2 separate regions of the Bos taurus genome follow, and region 1 is linked to region 2. Evidence: chromatin contacts called from public Hi-C data. All regions are on one chromosome and are shown on one strand. The core of a region is the stretch at or near the end of the contact, and the rest is flanking DNA. Distances in the headings are between cores, read along the strand shown.

The links. Hi-C and Micro-C count contacts between places; a contact is called where the count stands out from the background.
Region 1: a contact with region 2 is called in a Hi-C map of blastocyst, with 2.5 times the contacts expected there. The contact joins the promoter of LGALS3 here to the enhancer-like site in region 2. A contact is called at or near these places in 2 of 11 Hi-C or Micro-C datasets (blastocyst and skin fibroblasts).

Annotation. Positions count from the first base shown.
Region 1 is chr10:67,609,705-67,616,731 of ARS-UCD2.0, reverse strand. LGALS3 (galectin 3) reads right to left here and starts at 5,184. Exons shown (of 6, transcript NM_001102341.2): 1 at 5,085-5,184.
Region 2 is chr10:67,561,305-67,567,618 of ARS-UCD2.0, reverse strand. No RefSeq gene overlaps it. Among named protein-coding and RNA genes, the nearest start is that of MAPK1IP1L, 39 kb to the right of the region's middle. Within about 2 kb of position 4,563, at least 7 of the 102 cell types and tissues checked have an H3K27ac peak or open chromatin away from gene starts, as enhancers often do. A contact at or near this core is called in blastocyst, where this site is marked.

The DNA of each region.
Region 1 (7,027 bases), core at 3,935-6,434, 48 kb before region 2:
TGACTTTCCCAGGGCTTGTTTCACTGCGTTTAGTATATAATATTCGACTCCTTAACGCAAAAGTTGGTTCTCCTCTATACCCTTCCCCAAAAGACTGCCACTGCCTAGAGAAGTGTGCTGCTACCACAGGGGGAACTTAAGAGTTGTTACAGGGACTTCCTTGGCCATCCCGTGGTTAAGGCTTCCGCTTCCAATACAGGGGGAGCAGGTCTGATCCCTGGTTGGGGAACTAAGATCCCACATGCCTGGTGGCCAAAAAACCAAAACATAAAATAATATTGTAACAAATTCAATAAAGATTTTTAAAAGAGTGTAAAGAGTTCTTACAGAAAAGGGAAAGAAAGGACTTTTTTTTTTTTTTTTTTTGGCTATGCCGTGAGGCATGTGGGATCTTAGTTCCCCAACCAGGGATGGAACCCATACCCCCTGCAGTAGAAGCACAGAGTCTTAACCACTGGACTGCCAGTGAAGTCGTTTGAAAGGATATTTCTTAAGTCAAGAGCTTTGGACGCCAGAAAGAAACAATTTTGGACTTCATAGTAGGCAGAAAGTTTAGTTCTTTTGATTACACAAACTCTTCGATTCCTGAGCAACATAGCAATGACTTAGCAATAACTTTTTAAGTGTTTTGACTTCTTTTAAATATCCCCATTGTGCTGGAGCTTATCCCTGACCTCAGCATCACTGACATTTCAGGTGGGATACTTCGCAGGGACGGGCTCTTCTATGCATCATGTGCATCCCCGGCTTCAACACACAAGAAGACAGCGGCAAACCCCCTCCCCCCACGCCTGCACTGTGATAACCTAGAATGTCTCAAGATGTTTCGAAATAACCCTGGGGAAGCAAAAGGATGGCAAAATTGTGTCTGGTTTGAGAACCACTGGCCTGAGCTAATGAGGATATGTATCCTCAGATAAAAGTACCCATTCAGGTCAATAAAAAACAGAAAGGCAGTTTCAGTTGTTAAAACTAGTTAAAGCTGTACCTCTGGCCTCATAAAGTGTCATTAATATGTGTGCTTAGTTGCTCAGTCATGTCCTACTCTTTGCGACCCCATGGACTGTAGCCCACCAGGCTCTTCTGTCCATGGGGATTCTCCAGGCAAGAATACTGGAGTGGGTTGCCACTCGCTCCTCCAGGGGATCTTCCCAACCCAGGGATCAAACGCAGGTCTCCCACATTACAGGCTGAGCCACCAGGGAAGCCCATCTTATTAATATAAATCCAGTTAAACTTAGATATGTTTAAAGGCTGATCACAACCAGAAACTCATGCGAAGACAGCTAGCCCAAAATGTAACATTTATTCTTTTCCAAGTCTCTGTTCAAACATATTCAGTTTATTTTGGATTGGAGTGGAGTGGGTTGCGGTCTCCCTCTCCAGCGGGTTTTTTGACCCAGGGATTGAACCTGGGTCTCCTGTATTGCAGGCAGATCCTTTACCATCTGAGCCACCTGGGAAGCCCCATTTTCCAACTAGACCAAAACAACTGGAGAAGCCAAGCAGACCCCACTCTGTTTCCGCTGTGTTTCAGGTAACACCAAGGGGGACGGTTTGGATTGTGCTCTGACACATGAGAAGCCCATTAGAACAATGACACCCCGTATCTGTGTGATGTTTTCAGTTTATAAAGCACTTTCACACACCTTTCTTATTTTGATTCTGATAATAATCTTATGAGATTGACAGGGAAAAGTTAACATCCTTACTTCAGAGGTGAGGAAACTGAGTCTCAGAGAGTTAACATGGTGGCCCAGAGTCATTCTGTCATTGGCAGGCAGGGACCTGAGTCCAAACGCCCTGACTCCTAAGTCTGACTGATTTTATACTAGTAGCAAACCTCACACTTTGACATTTTAAAGTATAGTCCTTTGGAAGTATTAGTTACTTCATTTAGAAATTAATTCTCTGGCTTACTCATTTGGAACTGCATAAACATGCTGAAATTGTAAACAAAAAAAGAGATCACGTTTTTGTCAGAAACTAGCTGGGTGACTCATGCAGCGTGCAGTGATACTGAATATAAGGATGCCATTCTGCACAGTCACTTTGCTAATTATAACCACATTTAAACTGATAAAGCTTGCTTTCCTAAAAGTTGGGTATGCATTGTTTTGATTATATCAACTCCCAACCATCAGCGCTCTGATGGAAAGGTTTCTAACCAATGTTCTTTTTAAATCAAGGTTAGCAACCTTAGAACGTAAAAGGAGAACCAAAAAACAATTTTAAAAAATCTATTGCATAAACATCTTCCTACTTGCCTGGAAAATTTCTTTCTTTTTAGATGAGTAGCCTATATAAAGAGACAATCAAATGTTAAAAAGAAAAGGGGGAAAAAAAAACTTCCCACTGTACAGATACTATAGGTATGTGAACTCTTGCATTCCCAGAATCAGAGAATTTTGAAGTCAGATAAGAAACACCACATCAAAGGCAAAAACATTTAAAAAATACTATCTGAATCGTCACATTTGGAAAAACCTACAGGAATTAGTTCAGTATCACTTTGGAACAAGGAATTTAAACATGAGTCAGAATGCAGGCCACTTTTAATCTGCTGTTAATTGCAGCTTTGCCCTTTAATAAAGAGTTGCTATCCACTGTACTATGTTATTCTAGACCCATGTAGCAATTAATTCAGTTGCCTGGATTCCCAGGAGGACTTCTGAAATTTCTGCCCACAAAGGGCCCCAACTTTTATAAAAGCTGTAAAGGAAGTAAATCATAAACTATTTCCTCAGAACCCCAAGCACTGCCCACACTCCTCTCCAAAGAACACAGGAGAGGCGGGCTACTTTCTGGTCTTACTGAAACATGGAACAAGGCTTCAAAAATGCTTATTTGCAAAGCCAAATTCAGAGATGCTAGTTAGGATAAAGGAAACTGGTCCTTTCCTAGGATTTCTTTTTCATCACAGTTCCTCAGCCATAAGGAAGTTAAAGTTACTTTGTACCTCTCAGTTACTGATTTTTTTTTTTTCCCCATATGGAAAAGCTGAATATCAGTCAAGAGAGAACACATGATACTTAGTCAGCGGCAAACTGGAATTACTGCCCTGGCAGGCTTACCACTCAGAATTTAATGAGAAGAATTCATTCAGGCACCAGACACAAAATGTTAACTAGCTGTCCTCAGCAGAAGCCTCTGTCCCAAACTAACAGGAAAGAGAGGCTAAGTTTTTGATCAGTTACCATGAGTCTCAGGTACAAGAAGTTTACAAGCCAACTGGTATTTTAGGTAACATAAGCACCTCAAATTTTATTATATGAACATAGATCTCTACTAGGGATAACATTTAGAGTCTGACTGAAGAGAGTTCTAGGCAAACAGTATCTATAGGTGAGACCAATAACGGCCTTTTGAACTCACTAGCAATAAGTAATGGAGAAGGCAATGGCACCCCACTCCAGTGTTCTTGCCTGGAGAATCCCAGGGACGGGGGAGCCTGGTGGGCTGCGGTCTATGGGGTTGCACAGAGTCGGACATGACTGAAGCGACTTAGCAGCAGCAGCAATAAGTAAAAAGTCTTTTTATAAAGCTCTTCTGTGTATTTGTAGCATAGCAAAATATCATTGACTAAAGACCTGTCAACAGAGCGAGACTAGCCTACTACATTTTAAAAAATGAGCTGGGGTCAATCTATCAAACAGTGCTCCTCCTCTTCTGCTTCTTATGTAACTTGGTGAGGCATCCACCTAATATTTCTAAGCTCAAAACATTCAAGACCCATCATCAAACTTCTCCCCAGAATACGGAGAGAATGCTGATTTTAAGCAAAAGCCCCCCACATGATTAATTTAGGCAGCTCCAATTTCCCATAGATTAAGGGTGAGGCACAGTCATCAAAGGGATGGATGACACGACTCTAGGGATTCAAAGACAATGTCTAAAAAGGACATTGTTGTGGGACAATGAATTTTATTACTGAACTTTTATGGAAACACAATTTCCTAGCATGAAAGATCAACTTTGTAAACTTGGGGCAAGTGAATCAGAATTTTGGAAGTTGGTGAAAATTTTTTCTCATGGTCTGTGCCAAGTGGTCAATTCTTATTGCCACCGTTTTCTGCAGAACAAAATGAGCCTCTCTTCCATTCCTTTTCCAGAATCCTAGAAACAGACAGGGTCACTGAAGTCAAACCGTCCTCATTGTCCAGCAACCCAACTCCCAGGAGTCACTTTACAAATATTCCAGGTATCTGAAATCAGGATCGCTAAGGGCAGGGCATGAAGCCTAAGGCAAAACCTCAACCCCAGTGTCCCAGAGCTCCTACTCTTCAAAGCGCAGGCATGTTTGTGCTTTGATATGAGCAACTCACAATTTAGAATATATTCTCAAACATGTTTTAAAAGCAACCCCTCCCCACCTCAACTAGGGCTCTGCACACTCGGACCAACATTCAATTCTGCCACACCCCACACGTCCCCAGCACAGGTCTGAGATCGTTAATGCTCAAATCTGGACTGGGATTTGCAAAAACTGAGGGTGTGCGGTCTTTGCCAAGCCAGGCACATGCCCACTCAGCCTTGGGGCAGCACCATTTTCTGCGAGGTCAGCATGCAGAGAGCGGCTGCAGCCCCGGACTGTTGACCTGTAGCAGAACACATCCCCATCCCACAGCCAAGCTAAGAGGCGAGGAACCGCCCACAGAGTGCCGGGGCAGTCTCCACCGTGGACGGAGGCAGGGGCACCTGGTTCCTCCCGCCCAGCTGAAGCAGGCAGCTGGGAGGATTGCGCGCGCGCCCACCACTCACCACGGGCCACCTGGGGCGCGGGGCGCGAAGCCCGGGCTGAGCCTCCCAGTCGCCACAGAGGGTGACACACCCGTCCATCGCGAAGAAATTAAGGTGAGTTTTTTTAAGTCGTTGCTAACTTTCCTCGAGTCTCAGACTCCTCTTTTGAGGGCTCGAAGCCAAGGAACCTGGGCCCAGAACGCGCGGTTCCCCGGGGAAGCCAAGCCCCGATCTCCGGCTCCCGCCCAGCCCGGCAAAGGGGGCCGCGCACCGAGCAGCGCCCGGGCGCCCTGGCCTTGCAGCAGGCGGGTGTGCACTCCCGTCCCGGCGCCCCCGCCACTTACCCGACGCCTCTGCACTGGCTCGCGCGTCGCGGGGGAGGCTCGGGCAGAGGCGGTGTGGTCCTGCCGGGGCGGCGGCCGGCTCTGCGCCTCAAATACTCCCGGCCCGGCACGCCTCTCCCGGGGCGGGGCCGCCACCCCGGCCGCCCTCGGCCTCTCCGTGCGAACTAGGCTGGGCGAGTCCTGGCCCCGCTGGATACCCGGGCGCCCAGGCGCCGCGGATCCAGGACGCAGAGGAGACGCCTGACTCAGGACGGCGGTGGGTGGGACCCGCGGCCTCCATCCCTTCAACGTCCAGTCGGTCCCCTCCGCAGCCGCCAGAGGTGGGGTTCACCGCCCTCTCCTTAGATTCACCTGCTAAGGCCTCAGACCAAGACAGGGAGAGTCTGCGAAGCTTTTAGTGACGGGGAGGGTCCTGTCACGTTTTCTGAGATGCTGGGTGAGAAGCTCCGTATCTTGTTTTATTCCCCTTCTGCACTGTGATGTGGGTGCACACCTCTCAGACCAGGAGCCCTAGATTGTTTTGCTGTTTGCTTCCCACTTCCTCCTCAACATCTGCACTGTGTTTGGTAGGTCCTCAGTAAACTGGTTAAATTTGTTTAGTAAATGAATGATTAAAATAGTGAATCACTTCCTAGGAAGTCTGTTTTCTCAAAGATTGGAAAGAGTCCTGATGGAGGGGAGAGTTAAATACAAATGTACCTTTGAGAAAGGTAGGAAAAAAATAAAGCTATGACCTTAAGAAGGGCTTGGCTGGTAGCTCAGCTGGTAAAGAATCCACCTGCAATGCACGAGGCCCCGGTTTGATTCCTGGGTGGGGAAGACTCGTGAAGGGATAGGTTACCCACTCCAGTATTCTTGGGCTTCCCTGGTGGCTCAGAATAAAGTAAGAATAAAATAAAGAATCCGCCTGCAATGCGGGAGACCTAGGTTTGATCTCTGGGTTGGGAAGATCCCCTGAAGGAGGGCATGGCAACCCACTCCAGTATTCTTGCCTGGAGAATCCCCATGGACATAGGCGCCTGGGCTGCAGTCCGTGTGATCACAAAGAGTCTGACCTGACTCAGCAACTAAGCACAGTACAACATGTCTCTAAGAAAGATTGTTACAAGTAGTGATGTTTCCAAGAGAAGTGGTGTTTGTCGGTTGCATTTCACTGGGTAATAGCTGAGTGAAATGACTAAGGATGTCTTAGATACATATGTTTTTTAATTCAAATAGCCACTCACAAAAGTTAACACACAGACATAGAAAACAAATTTATGATTATCAACATGATAGTGAGAGGAAAGAACAAATTAGTAATTTGGGATTAACAGATACATACTCCTAGACAAATAAGATATAAATAATAGACAAATAACAAGGACCTACTGTGTAGCACAGGGAACTATATTGAGTATCTTGTAATACCTATAATGGAAAAGAATCTGAAAAATAATGTATGACTGAATCACTTTGCTGTATGCCTGAAATATTGTAAATCAACAATACTTCAATTTTAAAAATGAACTCAAAATGGATTAGAGACCTAAATGTATGACCTGAAACTATAAAGCTCCTAGAAGAAAACAGAGAAAGAGCTCCTTGACATTGATTTTAGCAATAATCATTTGGATATGACACCAAAAGCACAAGCATTAAAAGCTTAAAGTAAACAAGTGGGACCTACATCAGACTAAACAGCTTCTGCACAGCAAAGGAAACCATCAACAAAATAAAAAGGCAGCCTACAGAATTGGAAAAAATATTTGCAAATCATATATCCAAATAAGAGTCTAATATCCAAAATATATAAGGAACTCATTCATACAACTCAATTGCAAAAAAAAAAAAAAATGGGCAGAGGAACCAAATGTTTCCAAAGAAGATATACAAATGGCCAACAGGTGCTCAGTGTCATGAAAAGGTGCTCAGTGTCACTAATTGTCAGGGAAATGCAAATC
Region 2 (6,314 bases), core at 3,314-5,813:
GCCCCAGGCCAAATGGGCACCTCCTAGGGAGGGGCCCTTCTCCTCCGCCTGCCTTGGGTTGGAAGTGACCCAAAGAGAACCAAAAGCACATGACTCCAAAGAGAAAAAACAGGAGAAAAATCCGTTATGCATATCCAGGAGCTGGGAGTCTCTGCCAAAATTCTGGGTGAATCTACTCCCCAGTCCTTGATTCTGACTCATAGAAGCCTCTGGCTGTGCTGACCACTCCCAGCAGATCTGCCTCCTTCATACCCCACCCCTGTAGCCTTGGCTTTTTTATTATTTTTTTTAAATTGATGCTATGTATTTGTTTTTTATTTGGCTGCATGAGATCTTAGTTGCAACATGCAGAATCTTCGTTGTCATGCAGGATCCTTCTGTTTGGGGCACAGACTCTCTAGATGTGGCACACAGGCTTAGTTGCTCTGTGGCATGTAGGATCTTAGTTTTCTGACCAGGGATCGAACCCATGTGCCCTGTATTACAAGGCAGATTCTTCACCACTGGACTACCATGGAAGTCCCCGCCCTGGCTTTCTAGATTATTTTTTTTTTAATCGCTAAAGAGCTACTGCTGCTGCTGCTGCTAAGTTGCTTCAGTCGTGTCCGACTCTGTGCCACCCCATAGACAGCAGCCCACCAGGCTCCCCCGTCCCTGGGTGTTGGGGGCTGGAGTGAGGTACTCCGCCCGTGACAAAGGTCATGAGGAAGGAGGCTCGACATATGCAAAGGTGGGATCGAGCCTCAGGAGTCCCCCTGGAAATCCTCGAGCATCTACCCCCATAACCAGAGCCTGCCTACTTTACTACTTTGTGCTCTCACCTACATCTCTGACTTTACGGGGGGCTGTCCCCCACCACCTCTTTCGGAGAAGGAGTTAACTTAGAGCTCCAGTTAATAAAAACTTCTGGGCGTGACAAGAGTGTTTTAACCTACAAACTCCTCTGAAGGTTCTCTGGCCTGCCTGACAGGCTTGTCTGGCCACATGTGATTGCTCACAGCCTCCCAACCGTGAGAGGCATGAGATGCTTTAAACCTTCTAAAAACAGGTTCCTTAGAAAAGTTAGAAAACTATTAGTATAAATATAATGGGCTGGCTAGAAATTGTATTGGTGAAGGGTTTTTCATTTGTTGAGCCAATGTTTGTTGCTGAGACTCCACATCCCCTGCCCTTACACACATTAATGAATATATAGAAGAAATAAGTTTTAACCTTTGATATTAATCACATTAGACCTTAGGCTAAGTAAATTCTTTCCTTAACTAAAACCCACTATACCCTCACCCTATAGGAATGTAACTTTATTTGGGTGGTGTCTGTTTTAAGAATAATCACCCCTGGAGAAATAAGTGTCCTGGTTGACTGACTGCTGTCACAAGGAGAGGGTCATAAATTGTCAGTAGGCCCCCTGGCCAGAAGATGATGTAACACCCCTAAGACCTCTGTATACATTTGTATGAAGCACCTGACTTTGATAAAAGTCAGGACTGCTGACCCCGCGTGACTTTTGCATAACATCTCAGTGTATAAAAGTAGACCACGGAAAATAAAGAATTGGGATCAGTTTCTCGAAATACTGGTCTCCCCATGTCGCTCTCTCTCTCACTTGAGCTGAGTCTCCATCTGGAGCGCGGAACCCGCCATGCTTACTAATTATGCCTGGGCTTCTAAGATCCGACCGGGGAGGCCTCAGTGTCTCCTCTCCTTCAGGAGAATGGAAGGACGCCTGCGGCCTACATAAGTGGTGCAAACTCCTTGTCTTGAAGTTTTATTGGTCTCCCGCATAAACCAAGCTACTCAGCGTCTTTTCTCCACTGAATTTTCCTACTGAGCTATCCTCATTCTATTACTCTTTATATCTTTGATAAAATATTTAAATAAATAGGTCGCTGACGCCGTCCCCGCTTCGAATACCCTGGATCAGCTGGGGCTGGACCCCAGCACCTGGGATTCTCCAGGCAAGAACACTGGAGTGGGTTGCCATTTCCTTCTCCAATGCATGAAAGTGAAAAGTGAAAGTGAAGTCGCTCAGTCGTGTCCGACTCTTAGTGACCCCATGGACTACTGCAGCCTACCAGGCTCCTCCGTCCATGGGATTTTCCAGGCAAGAGTACTGGAGTGGGGTGCCATTGCCTTCTCCGAAAGAGCTACTGGTACAGCATAAATAATAAAAACAGAAATGCCAAATTTGGAACGCTCCCCCTCATCTACTTCAATTCCCTTTCCTAGATGTAACCTGGTGAATGTGCATTCTTCTAGATCATTTACCAATACTGGCATATGGGAGACTATGGGGGTGAGCATACAGGATTTTTAAAATATATACATGGAATCATGCTTTATGTAGTTGTCTCCAGCTTGCCTTTATCATTTAACATTAAAGTGTAGACCGTTTTCTGTGTTAGTTAACGTAGACCTGCCTTGTTCTTTTTCACGGCTGCATGATAACCCATTGTGTGTAACGATAGCATCATTTAACACATTGTGCCATTGGATGCTTTGCCTGCTTCTCATTTTTCTCTGTGATGACAATGCTGCAGTGAATTCCTTTGGGTCCATGTTGCTGTGCCATCTACTGACTTTGAGTGTTGCCACTGCCAGAAAACTCCTGGCTCCAACTGTTCATACCCCAGGGTATCTCTGCTCCTCCGGGACTCATTTAGACCCTGGAGGAGCACCACCAGGCTCAGTCCTGACCTCTGCTCTCGCCCTGTTGTTTTGCTGCTGTAGTCGCAGTACACCTTATGGCCCAACTTCCAGAGTCCTGACAACCCCACCACATCAAAGTGAAAGTGTTGGTCATTCAGTTTTGTCCAACTCTTTGCAACCCCATGAACTTTAGCCCACCAGGCTCCTCTGTTCATGGAAGTCGCCAGATAAGAATACTGGAGTGGGTTGCCATTCCCTTCTCCAGGAGATCTTCCCAACCCGGGGATTGAACCTGGCTCTGCCGCATTGCAGGTGGATTCTTTACCATCTGAGCCACCAGGGAAGCCCACCACATCATGGAAAGGTGCAAAAAGTACAGCTAGTGTCCCTCTGACTATTGGGAGGGAAAAAGAAGGCCTGCTTCTCCAAATGCAATCAAGCTGGAGGAGGTATCAAAGTGGTTTTTAAGATTTCCACTCTTACCTCCTGAGATGGAGTGAGAGTCCGAAACAGCAGTAATCATCGACATAGGAGACAGAAGCAGCTGAAGTGGTGTGAGAAACTCTCCAAAGCAGCAGAGGGAGCCAGGGTGTGTGCCTGTGTGTGCCTGTGTGTGTGTGTGTGTGTGTGTGTGTGTGTGTGGCCCTTGACCAAATGTCCTCGGCCCATGGATGAAGATAGCCAATCCTTGATCTAACATGTTGTTGTACTTTTGTCCTTTAAGATTTTCAAGCCTCCTCATCCTGTTAGAAGCAATAAGGGCTGATGAGAAGCAGGCTGTACTCTGGGAAACAGGAAATCTGGTTCCATTTATGAGTTCATCAGGCCCTGCCGTGGAATTTTGAACAGCTTCAGTTTTCTGCCCTGTGTTTTGTGTTTTGAGACTCTCTTGTCTAGAGGTGCCGTCTGCATCTTTGGGATGCAGGGGTTAGATTTCTTGTTTTGTTTTCCCTGCAAGGTAGTGCTAGTGTTAAAAGTGAGACAGGCAGGGAAGCTTTGCCATTTGGAGATGTTTGCTGTGTTTGACTTACCCTGGTTGCATGTCTCCTTTTTTCACTTTCTGGACACCCAGAATGAACATATGTTTGTAGTAGTGGAGGCTGGGGATGAACTTCCTGTGTGGCAGCCCTCCTGAAATGTATTTTTGCATGCACAAACCCAAAGGCAGATGTTGACCTGCTCTCTCAACCCTTCGAGAACTCTCTGGGGAATGGTGATGTGGTCACTGTTGGAGTAGAGCAACAAACAAGTCTGCTTTAATCAGGGATGAGCCACATTTGAGCACTAGTAAAGTTGCTCATGGAAAAGTTATTTAACTTTTTATATACAGCTTGGTGAATTTGTGCAAATTGACACATCTGTCCCACTCAGATAACTACTACCTAGGCCCAGAAGTAGAACATTATCGGCACTCCAGTGGACCCGTGTCCCCGTCCCAGTTACTAGTAGTGGTTTAACCACTAATGTGTCCGACTCTTTGCAATCCCATGGACTGTAGCCCGCCAGGCTCCTCTGTCCATGGAATCAAACCCGGGTCTCCTGCATTGCAGGAAGATTCTTTACCATCTGAGCTAACAGGGAAGCCCAAACCTTTCACTATTTTATATTAATTTTGCTGTTTTGAACTTTATATAATTTGTGAAATTTTTTACATTTTGCATAAATCGTGTTCATTTATTCTCATTACCACATGGAATTCATGATAGAAATATACCGCAGTCTACTTATCCATTCTGTGTTGGTTGGAGTTGGGGTTGGTTTCCCTTTGGGGCCAGTTCACGTTATTCTGCTCTGAACAGTATTGCATGTACTTTCGGTGCCTGTGTGCATGCGTTTCTGCTGTATACATTCCTACAAGTGGAATTGCTGGGTCATGGGGTTTGCATACATTCAGCTTTTAATAGACCTTGGAAACAGCAGTGCTGAGGGTTAGGAATGTAGTTTTGATAGGGGACAGAGCACAGGGCTAAGATCAGGCCCCAGGCATCTAGTCCCCTCCCAGGCTTAAATTATATGGAGCCAGAGCAAATCATTCACCCTCTGTGTTTCCTCAGCTGTAAAGTGGAAATAATCAGTACCTGCTCTGTTCCTTGCTGTGGGTGGGAAAGCCCTCTCTGCAAACTCTCAAGTTGCATGAATGGAAGCTGTCATTAACATGGAAGCAGGGGAAGGAGGCTTTTAATTATTAATGAGAACTAAAGAACAACTATACTTATGTGAATTTCCATTTCCAATTAAAAATCCAGAGATTAGATTAACTGCTCTGCTAGGCTGAGTGGTTTTGCCAGAGGGGCCTGTAGTATTATTCTCTCAAACCCAGACACAGAGAGTAACCTCCCAAGCCTGCCTCCTCTGTATCTTACCAGAAGATTCCTTACCTGCTTGGAGGCCCAGTGATTTAGTCGCTAAGTCGTGTCCAACTCTTTGCAACGCCATGGACTGTAGCCCACCAGGCTCCTCTGTTCATTGAATTCTCCAGGCAAGAATACTGGATGGGTTGCCATTTCCTTCTCCAGGGGGTCTTCTCCACCAAGGGATCGAATCGAATCTGGGTCCCCTGCAGTACAGGTGGATTCTTTACCAACTAAGTCATGGGGTCTTCCCATTTCTTCCTCTCGGTCCCCAAACGCCTCAACTTCCTCCTTTTCTCTACATCAGCCTGGATTTTCGTTTAGTGTGGTTCTGCCTAACTGCACCAGGGAAGCGAAAGGACATGTGCATTCTATGTCCTCTTGCATTATTGAACCTCAAGTTTGAGTGATGACAGGGAGGTGCTTTGGTCTCACAGTGAAACTAAAAGTTTACAGGCATTTATTCTATCAAGGTGGTGCTATGCTAACTCAGGGGCTGTAAAAAATAATAATTAATTGGAAGTCATGTCAAAACCTCTTCCATCCTATTGGTTCCCAAGCAGATAGTCACACAAGTAGGTGGCAGTGCCCTCTTCTGGCCAAAGCCAGACTTGCATGGCTGTGGCTAAGGGGAGACGCTTGTGACTGGGGTGCGGGGGCTGGTCGTCCACTTGGGAGCAGGCACATCTCAGGGTTAGTCTTGTGATAGTGGATCACATTTGGGAATCCACCCTCCCTTTCCTCTTCAAAAAGGAAAGATCACAACTATGATAGTTAATTTTATGTGTGGTTAACATTTAAATCGGTACTTTTCTACTCTTATAGTGTGAGTGGGCCTTTATCCTTACGAGCAAATACTGAGGTTTCCCAAAGAAATTCTGCTTCATGGCCACAACAAAGAAACTCTGTGTTTCTAGTCTAAAGATTTTAAATTCAATACTACAACATTAAAACTTTTCCCTGAATTTTCAGCCTGCCCTACAAATTCCAGACTTGTCAGAGCCCACAGTGATGTGAGCCAAATCCTTAAAATAAAACTATGTGTGTGTGTGTGTGCACAGTTGACCCTTGAATAATGTGGAGTTTGAAAAGTAAAAGTGTTAGTGGCTCAGTCGTGTCTGATTCTTTGCAACCTCATGCCTGTACCCTCCAGACTCCTCCATCCATGGAATTCTCCAAGCAAAAGTACTGGAGTGGATTGCCGTTTTCTTCTCCAAGGGATCGAACCCAGGTCTCCTACACTGCAGTCAGATTGTTTACTGTCTGAGCCACCAGGGAAGATTAAACCATTATTATGTCACTAAAGTAAGTTCA